2 separate regions of the Mus musculus genome follow, and region 2 is linked to region 1. A link is a contact called in public HiChIP or PLAC-seq data. All regions are on one chromosome and are shown on one strand. Each heading gives the region's core, a stretch centred on a gene start, on an enhancer-like site or on the middle of the called end of the contact. The rest is flanking DNA. Distances are from core to core; before and after follow the strand shown.

What was found. HiChIP or PLAC-seq counts read pairs in DNA pulled down with a chosen protein or histone mark.
Region 2: a BATF HiChIP or PLAC-seq map of CD8 T cells shows a contact between it and region 1, with 17 read pairs. The contact joins two enhancer-like sites. A contact is called at or near these places in 1 of 15 datasets of contacts at CTCF or cohesin (CD8 T cells), 2 of 484 Hi-C or Micro-C datasets (nephron progenitors and regulatory T cells) and 2 of 115 datasets of contacts at active chromatin or transcription factors (CD8 T cells and microglia).

The regions. Positions count from the first base shown.
Region 1 is chr9:95,277,601-95,282,469 of GRCm38.p6, reverse strand. No RefSeq gene overlaps it. Among named protein-coding and RNA genes, the nearest start is that of Gm32018, 31 kb to the left of the region's middle. Within about 2 kb of position 2,394, at least 65 of the 459 cell types and tissues checked have an H3K27ac peak or open chromatin away from gene starts, as enhancers often do. A contact at or near this core is called in CD8 T cells, where this site is marked.
Region 2 is chr9:95,348,525-95,353,393 of GRCm38.p6, reverse strand. No RefSeq gene overlaps it. Among named protein-coding and RNA genes, the nearest start is that of Gm32018, 40 kb to the right of the region's middle. Within about 2 kb of position 2,938, at least 19 of the 459 cell types and tissues checked have an H3K27ac peak or open chromatin away from gene starts, as enhancers often do. A contact at or near this core is called in CD8 T cells, where this site is marked.

The DNA.
Region 1 (4,869 bases), core at 1,145-3,644:
TCTCTCTCTCTCTCTCTCTCTCTGCTTGTGTGTTTAAGAGAGAGAAAAGACATGAAGTTGGGTGGGTAGGGAGGTGGGTAGGGAGGTGGGTAGGGAGGTGGGTAGGGAGGTGGGTAGGGAGGTGGGTAGGGAGGTGGGTAGGGAGGTGGGGGTAGATCCGAGAGGAGTTGGGGGAGAGGAAATGATATGATCAAAGCATATTGTATAGGCTTCTTAAAGAATAAATAAAATCACTTAAAAAGATAGTTTTAGAAATTGACCTAAGAAAACATTTCTTTTGTAATACCACAACATTTTAAATATTTGAGAGAAAGTATAGAACTTATATGAAGCAATGATAGAATTTAAACTGATGTCTGATGGAGTGGAAAACCTTAAATCTTTGGATGGGCAGGCCATATATTGTAACAAGTCATGTCTGTCTTAGGATGTTAATGAAATACCCAGAATTCTAAAGCAGACATTTTTTGATTCAGCAACTAATGCAATGATCTTACATTTCATGTGAAGGAACAGAGCCCATGAGCAGCCAGTAAATATGCAAGAAGCCACACAGTGAAGGGGCAGCTGCTTGGCTGAGTACTGAGATACTAAATGCACCATCATAAATCTATGTGTAGAGGCAGGGGGCAGCTGTATAGATCAGCGCACAGATGGACAATTCACAAATAGATCCCATTCTATATGAGAATTTTGAATATGAAAATGTGGTATGTGTTTTTTTCAGTAGCAGAAGAATGGTTTGTTTAATAATCTGTGAGTACAACAGGCTCTCCATCTGGAGGAAAATTAGTTTTCTCATATCTAGGATAGCTTACAAGAATAACCCCCCAAGGAATTACAACGATGGGACTTGTGGAGACCTTGTGTTTTGAAGGTCAACTCTGCTACTTAACTCTTCCTAACTCCATCCCACTGGACTAACTCATCCCAGGATGATGAAGGGGAAGCTGAAGGACCAGGGGCGAGGCCAGTCAGATCTGCCCAGCAGAAAGGAATCGTGCAAGTCAAGGTTTCAAACCCACCGAAGACAAGAGGCGTGGACAACTGGGAGTGTCTGTGAGAGAATGATAGTGGGAATCAGGGAAGGGTAGGCAGAGGACAAGCAGGACTGGGGAGAAGGGAAGAAGAGAGGAAGGCAGAGAGACAGAGATGCATAGAGAGACACAGAGACAGAAGGGATATAAAGAGATATACAGAAAGACACAGAGAGTCAGAGAGAGGTATACAGACACACACACACACACACACACACACACACACACACAGAGAGAGAGAGAGAGAGAGAGAGAGAGAGAAAGAGAGAGAGAGAGACATAGGGAGAGAGACAGAAAGACAGAGAGGTACACAGAGAGATACAGAGACACATACTGGTGTTATAACTCAACAATAGTCAATATATACAACATAGTACAATAGGATTATGAAGGAAGGCCATGGGATGGCTTAGTTGTCAAAGGTGATTTGATCATGATGGAAAGAGAGAAGTTGCTCTCTTTCCGATAGTTCTCTGACCTCCAAACATGCAGGGTGGCATGTGCGTGTGCATGCCTGTGCCCACGTGCACCCACAAATAGACACACACAAACACACACACACACACACTGAGTGAATGAATGAATAAACAAATAAATGCAGAAAAAGGGTCACAAAACAGTCACATCACCTAGTGGCATTGCCATAAGAGGCATCTCTCTAGTGTTTGGAGGGCTGTGCTGACACAGACAAACCCACCCACTCCTAATTCTATAAAAGAATAGCACGCACAGTACACTTACATACAGTCCCCAACACAAGACAATGCTAAGAAAATTCTGTTACTACAGGGTAGAGACATAGCTCTGCTGTGAGTAGCACTTGCTGCTCTTTCAGAGGACCTAGGTTCTATTCCCAGCACCCACAGCTCACAGCTTCTGTAACTCCAGTCCCAAAGGCTCTGATGGCCTCTTCTAGCTTCTCTAAGAACTGCACACACATGATAAACAGACACACATGCAGGCAAAACACTAATACATGTGAAATATAAATAAATAAATCTTTAAATAAATCTCTTGCTTTTTTTTGTTTGTTTGTTTTTGTTTTACAGCTACCGTCTCTACTTCAATAGTTATTTTGGAGTGCACTCCTTACACTTAGAGACAGAGCCTGGTGTCATGTTGATCACTAGCATTCACAGCTCGTGTTATTCTAGTGCCCGATGCTACCAGGAGCCCACCGCGAGCACTCGGCTAAGCAATGATGTTTGTGCAAGTGGAAGTAACTCCAGACATGTTTCTCGGAATGTCACTCTGTTAAGTGACACATGATTGTGTGTTTGTCATCATCTGGGATCATTTGTTGTTACCCTGAGTCAGAATGGCTTTCCTACTTGCTTTCATTTGCTTTGGCTTCTGGCCAGCCATTTCCTGTCTCTGCAGCTGTTTCTTTGAGGACAGGAAGGCTGATTTCATCTTAGGTGGTGAGGAGGAAAATGTCAATTATTGTGTTAGAAAACTAAGCAAAAATGCTGTGTTCTTTTCTCCTTTGTAAAGACCCCTCCCCCCCCCCCCCCAACCTGGTCACTAGAGATAAGTGTGGGGACTGGGCGTCATTCCCCTATGGCCTGAAGAGAGTCTTCAAAGACTGTTTGGTGGTGAGTAGTTGCCCTCCAGTCCCTGGAGATTGGCTGAGGGAAAAGGTAGGTGTGGGGGGGAGATAAGAGTAGATGCTGGCTGAGCAGCCTGGCTGGGGGAAGCCAGTGCACTGACCCTCAGGCCCGAGCCTGGCTTGGGTACCAGAGGAACCACAGCTCTTAACGGAGTTTCTGGGAGAGGAAAACAGCCAGAGAGGGGTGGAGGTGTCTGAGCTCAGAGTCCAAGGCAATGCTTCGCTTGTGAAGTTGGCCATCTGAAGGACTAATGGATGCTAGAAAGAAAGGGCAGTGGTGGGTGGCTTTCAAGACGCCAGATGACACAGACAGAGAGATATTTAAGGAAGTTGTAAGTACGGACAGGGACAGAGTACATCTAGAACTTTCAAGATCACAACCTGGTTTCTGTCATGGATCCAGTGAACTACCACTCTGGGTGGTGACAAAGAGGCCTAGCACAGTCACCAGCCATGCCAGTTAACAGAACTTCCCAGGCATCCTATGAAGGGAACAGGCTGCCCTCAGAAAGGGTATTAGAGTGTGGCGGCTTGACTGAAAAAGGCTCACAGGCTCGTATATTTGAATGCTTGGTAGAGCTGTTTGGGAAAAGATTAGGAGGCGTGACCTTGTTGGAGGAGGTGTGTCACAGAGGGTGTGCTTCGAGGTTTCAAAAGCCTACAACAAGCTCAGTCTTTCTCTGCGCCCCCAACTTGTGGCTAAGATGTAAGCCCCAGCTGCTCCAGCACCATGCTGGCCTACTGGCTATGCTCCTTGCCATGGTGGCCAAGGACGTCTGGAACCATGACCCCCAAATTAAATGTTTTCTTTTATAAGTTGTCTTGGTCATGGTGGCTATTCACATGAGTTAAAAAAAAAGTAACCAAGACACAGCAGACTTGCACAGCCTTCTGCAGTGTGTGGTTAGTCAGGTTAGGGTTTTGATCCTAACTGGCCATTGGCTGGTCATCTGGATGGGCTTGTGGACCTGCCAAGCCCCCTGAGAGTTATCTTATGGCTAATAGGAAAGTGACGAGATCTAGTAGAGCTGCTTCCACAAGATCATGAGCAGGGCAGGCACTTAGTCAAAGTGAGATTCTCTTCACTCTGTGGTAGTAAGGATGGCTTTCCCCAAGCTTTTGAGGTTCCATCCACTTTTAGTCAGGTTTACCTGGTTCTTTCCCATGGTATGAGGAGCTTAGAAAACTGTATTCAAGGTATGGTTATGACAGCTTTCTGTTGCTTTGCCAAGAGCGGCACCCAACACACCGAAGGTCTCAGTGCTAGAGAACGAATGAGGCAGCTTTGAGTAAACCACTGGATTGTGCTGTTGGCACCTGAGAGTCACTGTCATCTGAATCATCTCCTCCTTTCAGTTGCTAGTTTTCCACAAAGGCCTGCCACCTCACGAGTTCACTACCAGCTCTCAGATCTCACATCACGCTATTCGTGTTAATAGGCACACAAAACCCAAGTTCAAAACCATGTTTTCCTGTAAAGTAGGAAACAGAGTTTTGTTGGATCAGTTAGAAATGACTGGCCACTGGAAACTTACTTAATTAGCAATTTGCTATGATTTCTTGGCAATCATCCTGTTTGCTCAGAAGATTTTGCAAGGTGAGCAGAAGCCGCAAATAGAGTTCAGATGCAATAAAATCCTTAGGAAAACGAGGTTGAACAGTTAGCAAGGTTAAAATGCTGTTATGTTTCTGCAATAAATAGCTATTAATTTGCATTTTTCCAGTTTCTTTTTTTTTTTTTTTTGTATTTGGAAGTTGGTGGCTTTATACCTTGGCTTCTGACATTTTTGAAGTCACCAAAGGACTCATATAGATGGGCACTGAGCATGGAGAGTTTTATGGATAAAATGCCTTTGAAGGAGTATGGGTTTTGCATGCCCATGACTTAACTCTTATCCAGAGTGGGTCTGGTTGCCATCCTGAAGGAGCAAGGACATCTTAGGACGCTTTCCTAACTCTTGCCTGTACTCTCTTCATCCCCGTTTCTCCTTCTGGTAGCTTCTCCCCTGCTTATGTCTACTTTGTTTTCATACTCAGCATTAAAACCTGTCCTATTATATTATGTAAATCAAGGCCAAGTTCCTGGTTAATAATGCACCGATCTCTATTATTCAAGTCTTTCGGGGGTAGATGAAATCATTTTGTATTCTCTGCAAAAGGAGGTTAGCAAATGGGAGTTGAGGGTAATAAACAGCCAATCAACACTTTGGGTCATCTCCAAGG
Region 2 (4,869 bases), core at 1,689-4,188, 70 kb before region 1:
TCCATTGGGGGCCCTGTGATCCATCCAATAGCTGACTGTGAGCCTCCACTTCTGTGTTTGTTAGGCCCCAGCCTCAGTACAGGGGAAATGCCAGGGCCAAGAAGTGGGAGTGGGTGGGTAGGGGAGTGTGGGGGGTATGGGGGAGTTTAGGGATAGCATTGGAAATTTAAATGAAGAAAATACCTAATTTTAAAAAAAAGAAAAATGAAACACACTCCACATGCCTATAATCCCAGCACTTGGGAGGCAGGGGCAGGCTGATTTCTGAGTTCGAGGCCAGCCTGGTCTACAAAGTGAGTTCCAGGACAGCCAGGGCTATACAGAGAAACCCTGTCTCGAAAAAACCAAAAAAAACAAACAAACAAACAAACAAAACAAAACAAAACAAAACAAAAACACCCTTTCTCCCTTTGCCTCTGGGAAGTTGTTAATTGAAACAGAAATATTTCCTGAGCATTACCTGTTCAGGATGTCTGTTTTATTGGGGGGGGGGCATTGATAATTGGATAGGCGATGGGATCAAGTCATCATTCCTGCTCAGAAACCTTTGGTGACTCTCCAAGGTCGATGTGCTCAAGTCTGGAAAAGCAGTGTGGCATGCAAGGCGAGGTAGAATTGCCTCTGCTCTTCGGGCCTGGGATGCTTTGTCCCTGCCTCATACATTAATCACACACATCTTGTGGAGTCTGTGATGTTCTGTCTGTCCTGTTCCCATTGTGCTGTCCTCTTCATCAATAATCAGCTGGGACCTGGGTGTGGAGGTATGTACCACTAATCTAAACTACTCCAGAGGCTGAGGCAGGAGGAGATTATCAAGTTAGAGGCCAGTCTGGGCTACATTTGAGACCTCATCTGAAAACAAAAATAGCTGACCCACTGGGCTGGCTTCTGATATCCCCTTTTATATAAAGTCTTCCTTCAGCATCCCAACTGATGCCTCCTACCCTTATTGCTGCTAAATGCCGAAAGCTGCTCCAGGATAAGATGGCTTTATGTGCCTGCAATTAGAGGGAGAGTGGGGAGAGATTTAGGGAGTGAGAGCTCATGAAAAGCTTCTGAACAAACAAGGGCCTCCTTTAGGTGTTTGTCATCAATGTCCCAGTTTTTTTTCTTGTTTTTCCCAGATCTAAGATCTACCTTTTATTCTTTTGAGTCTAATGAGATCTCCTCACTTCTCGGAGTGAGTGCCCCTCCCCTGCTGATTACAAAGCAATCCTTGGGTACACCCCACTCTCAATTTTATGCACTAAGGAGCTGACTAATGAGCATCTCCCGTGCAAGTGTTGAACTTAGTAAGCCATATGCAAAAAGTCCTGCAGACTTAACTATTTATGCCATGCTGTAACATTGTCCATACACAACTCTAGCATGTCACCTGGCCTTCTAGACTTAGATGTTCTTGTCTGCTGTTCATAATTGACTGCAGGTGTCTTGGCAAGTCTCAACACTAATGTAAATCCTTCTCCACTGAGTACTTTGTACGCTGTAGGTGCTTAATAAATGGTGTGCTGAGTGATAAACCATACGATCTGAACCTAGGGAGAAGCTAAATGAAAGACGAGTTGTGAATAGCTAGAAGAGCTGTGAACAAGGGGCTGGGTGTGCCAGTGGCCATAAGGCTGCCATTTTGCTTTAATTGGCTTGCACCAGGCTGAAGCATCCTGCTTATGTAAGACATTAGACTTGCAGGGAAATAATCCTCCTTGTGTTTCCTCTGTATATATGTTCAGTCTATCTCTGTGTGTCTCTGTCTCTCTGTCTCTCTGTCTCTCTGTCTCTCTGTCTCTCTGTCTCTCTCTCTCTCTCTGTGTGTGTGTGTGTGTGTGTGTGTGTATGTGTGTGTGTGTGTGTGTGTGTGTGCAAGATGCATAGATGTGGACTTGGGAGTGGAGGGAACTAAAGCTTTGATCCCATTTCCAATACACAATGAAGTTCTGGATTTTCAGTGGACCCAAAGACATCTACACACCAAACCTATGGCCCTGCTCCTCAGCTGGGTAGCAAGATGTAGCACAAATATCTCCATAACAAAAATAGAGAAAAACAAAAAGACATGCTCCAGTGTTTTAGAGTAAGCTTCTCTTCTATGGAAACTTCTGGATTTGCACAATTCATGAGAATCCTTCCTTTAGAGATGAGTCTACAGCACTTAATGCCTGATGCTGCCCAGTTTAGCTCTTGCTTATAGCTTCTTGATATTTTTGGTTGTTTCCTTAAAACATAACTTCTGCCTCTTGTTGCCTACATATTTCATTCCTTCTATTGTTTTTTTACCCCATGGAACAGAATTGACTATATGGGGGGTTGCTGAGTAATTATGGATGATTTCATAGTCTAGTTAGATGTATGATGGAGTGCTTCAGTAGGATGCTAATTTTTAAGGGTGTAGAAAAGTATTTTGGGGAAGTCATCTCTAAAGACAAAAAGAGAAAAAAGTTGTAACTAAGTTTGCCTCTCTGGAAAGTAGATCAATAGACTTTTTAAGAAATAAGCTACAAGTGGCCAAAAACCACAAGAATTCAAATCACATCCGGTGTAACCCTGGGAGATTATTTCTGCTGCAGAAGGAAGATGGCTGTTCGTGATCTGAGCTACAGTATGCTGCAAGGATGTAAGGGCAGCCAAACTCCTGATCTCACTGATGATGGTGGAGTCTTACTCATGAGTCATATCTGACAGAAGGGAAACTGACTGCTTCAGAGGGAACTGATCTCTCCAGTTGATGTGTACAGATAGAGAGCACGTGGATATGCATATGCATATGTATATGTACATATATATGTTATATGTATACTATAAAATTAGTGATTAATATTTTGAAACCTTTACCTCGTTTTAAATAGTTTCTCTTTATGTGAAGTGCATTATTTTTAAAAGCACAGCACACACATCTCCTTCCAGCTCTCCCCTCCAGTGCCTCTGGCATTATTCATTCTGAAACTTTCAACCGGCAGCGGACTTGGAGATGCTTCTTAACTACAGCTCACATCATTAGTGTTCCTGCTGTCTAAGCAGAAAAACAATGGGATTCAGCTTAGCAAAAGGCTTCAGGAAAACATAAACTCTGAAGGGTAATAGATCTGCATCTCAAATGGTTTTTCTGTCTAATGAGCACCCTAATGAATTTTTTTTCAATTAGAATATTTTCACAGATCTCAGAATGGTTAACCCAAGACTGTTTCGTTGGGATAATCTTCATTTACTGAGATGCGTTGACTTCGAGGTCAACAATCTCTGCTCAGTTATTGCTCCGCCAGCCCTCTCTAGGTTGTCCCTCCCCTCTGAGGCCCTCACTGCTTGAGATCAGCTGATACAATCCCAAAACTCCAGTCTATTCTTTCCAGTTCTAATACAGACATTCTGAAAGGTTCCATAGACAGCTCTAACTCCACAGGTCTTGTGATATTGTCTCTAAGCAACACATACACTAACACCATCGTGACATCGTCTGTACATTCAAGTGAACTTTCTTATATTTTTGTTGCCTACGATCAATAGCTGCTGAGTCTGTTGCTGCTGACCTTGAAATAATATCAAGAAAACACTGTCTTGTGTTTCCTTTTCTATTTCTGCTGCCTTAGTTCAGGCCACAGCATCTCTTGCTTGTCTGGAGAAGGCTATAAGATGGCTGTTGCTTTAGGTAGGGTTTTATTGCTGTGAAAATACACCATGACCAAGGCAATTCTTAGAAAGGAAAACATTTAATTGGGGCTGGCTTGAGTTTCAGAGGTTCAGTCCATTATCATCATGGTGTGAAGCATGGTGATGTACAGGCAGATGTGCTGGAGAAGTTCTACATCTTGCAGCAGAAGGAGACTGTGTCACTGGATGTAGCTTGAGCATAGGAGATCTTAAAGCCTGCCCCAATGTGATGTGCTTCCTGCAACAAAGGCCACACCTACTCCAATAAGGCCACACCTCCTCATAGTGCCACTCCTCATAGTGCCACTCTATAGTTGGCCCAGTGGGCAGAAACCAATTTCTCCTTATGAGCACATTTCATTTGTCATGGAGCTGTTCCATAGAATGTTTTGTGTTAAGATCCTTCCTTGCTAAAAATTCCTAGTGGTGGGCCCCAATTTCCTGTCAACTCTGTTTGCAGCTGTTTGGTTCTATTTTCTGATATCTCTCTGGACTGAATCCCAAGAGACAAGTCATTGCTTGATGGGATGTCTGGTGTCACCCCTCTGTGTTTTTCCTGGGCTTCTACTCCTGTATGTCTCACAATATCACATGCACAAGTGTTCTGCGGGTTTCATGCCCCTCACTTTGCCTGCTCTAAGTATCATTCCTTTTTTGATGTCTTAACAAAACTCTTGGCAGGCTTTATGAAGATGCTGTTTATATTTGTGTTTCTGTTAGCAATAGGTTTGAGCTCCTAGATGAAAGGGATGATGTCTTTTTTTTTTAACCTTTGATTTTTGGTAAGGCTCAACTTCATGATAAATTAAAAACATTCACGTGTCTTCTTGAGTAAATGAGCTGTGGATCTTTGATCTTCCGAAGTTCAATGTTCTTCTCCCGTTTGTACATCTTTCTAAGGATTTTTTTGTTCTCAGTGTCTAGCAGTTTTCTTTGGCTGTCTTTTATTGCTGGGGATTGAACCCAGGGCTTCGTGCATCCTAGGCACGGGCTCTGACATTGAGCTATATGCCCAGCCTGGCCAACAGTTTTTGCGAGGTGCTTTGGTTTTTCCTTCGTGTTTATCTTTGTAGGCCTTGAGGTGCTTCTAGAAGTTGCCACTTGATGTCTTTTGTCAACTTTAAAATGTTTTTGGTCAATATCTTTCTTCACATATTGCTCTGTGCTGCCTTTCTTCTCCTTTTGAGACTTTAATCCCATATATGGTAGATTTTCCCCTGTGGAGTT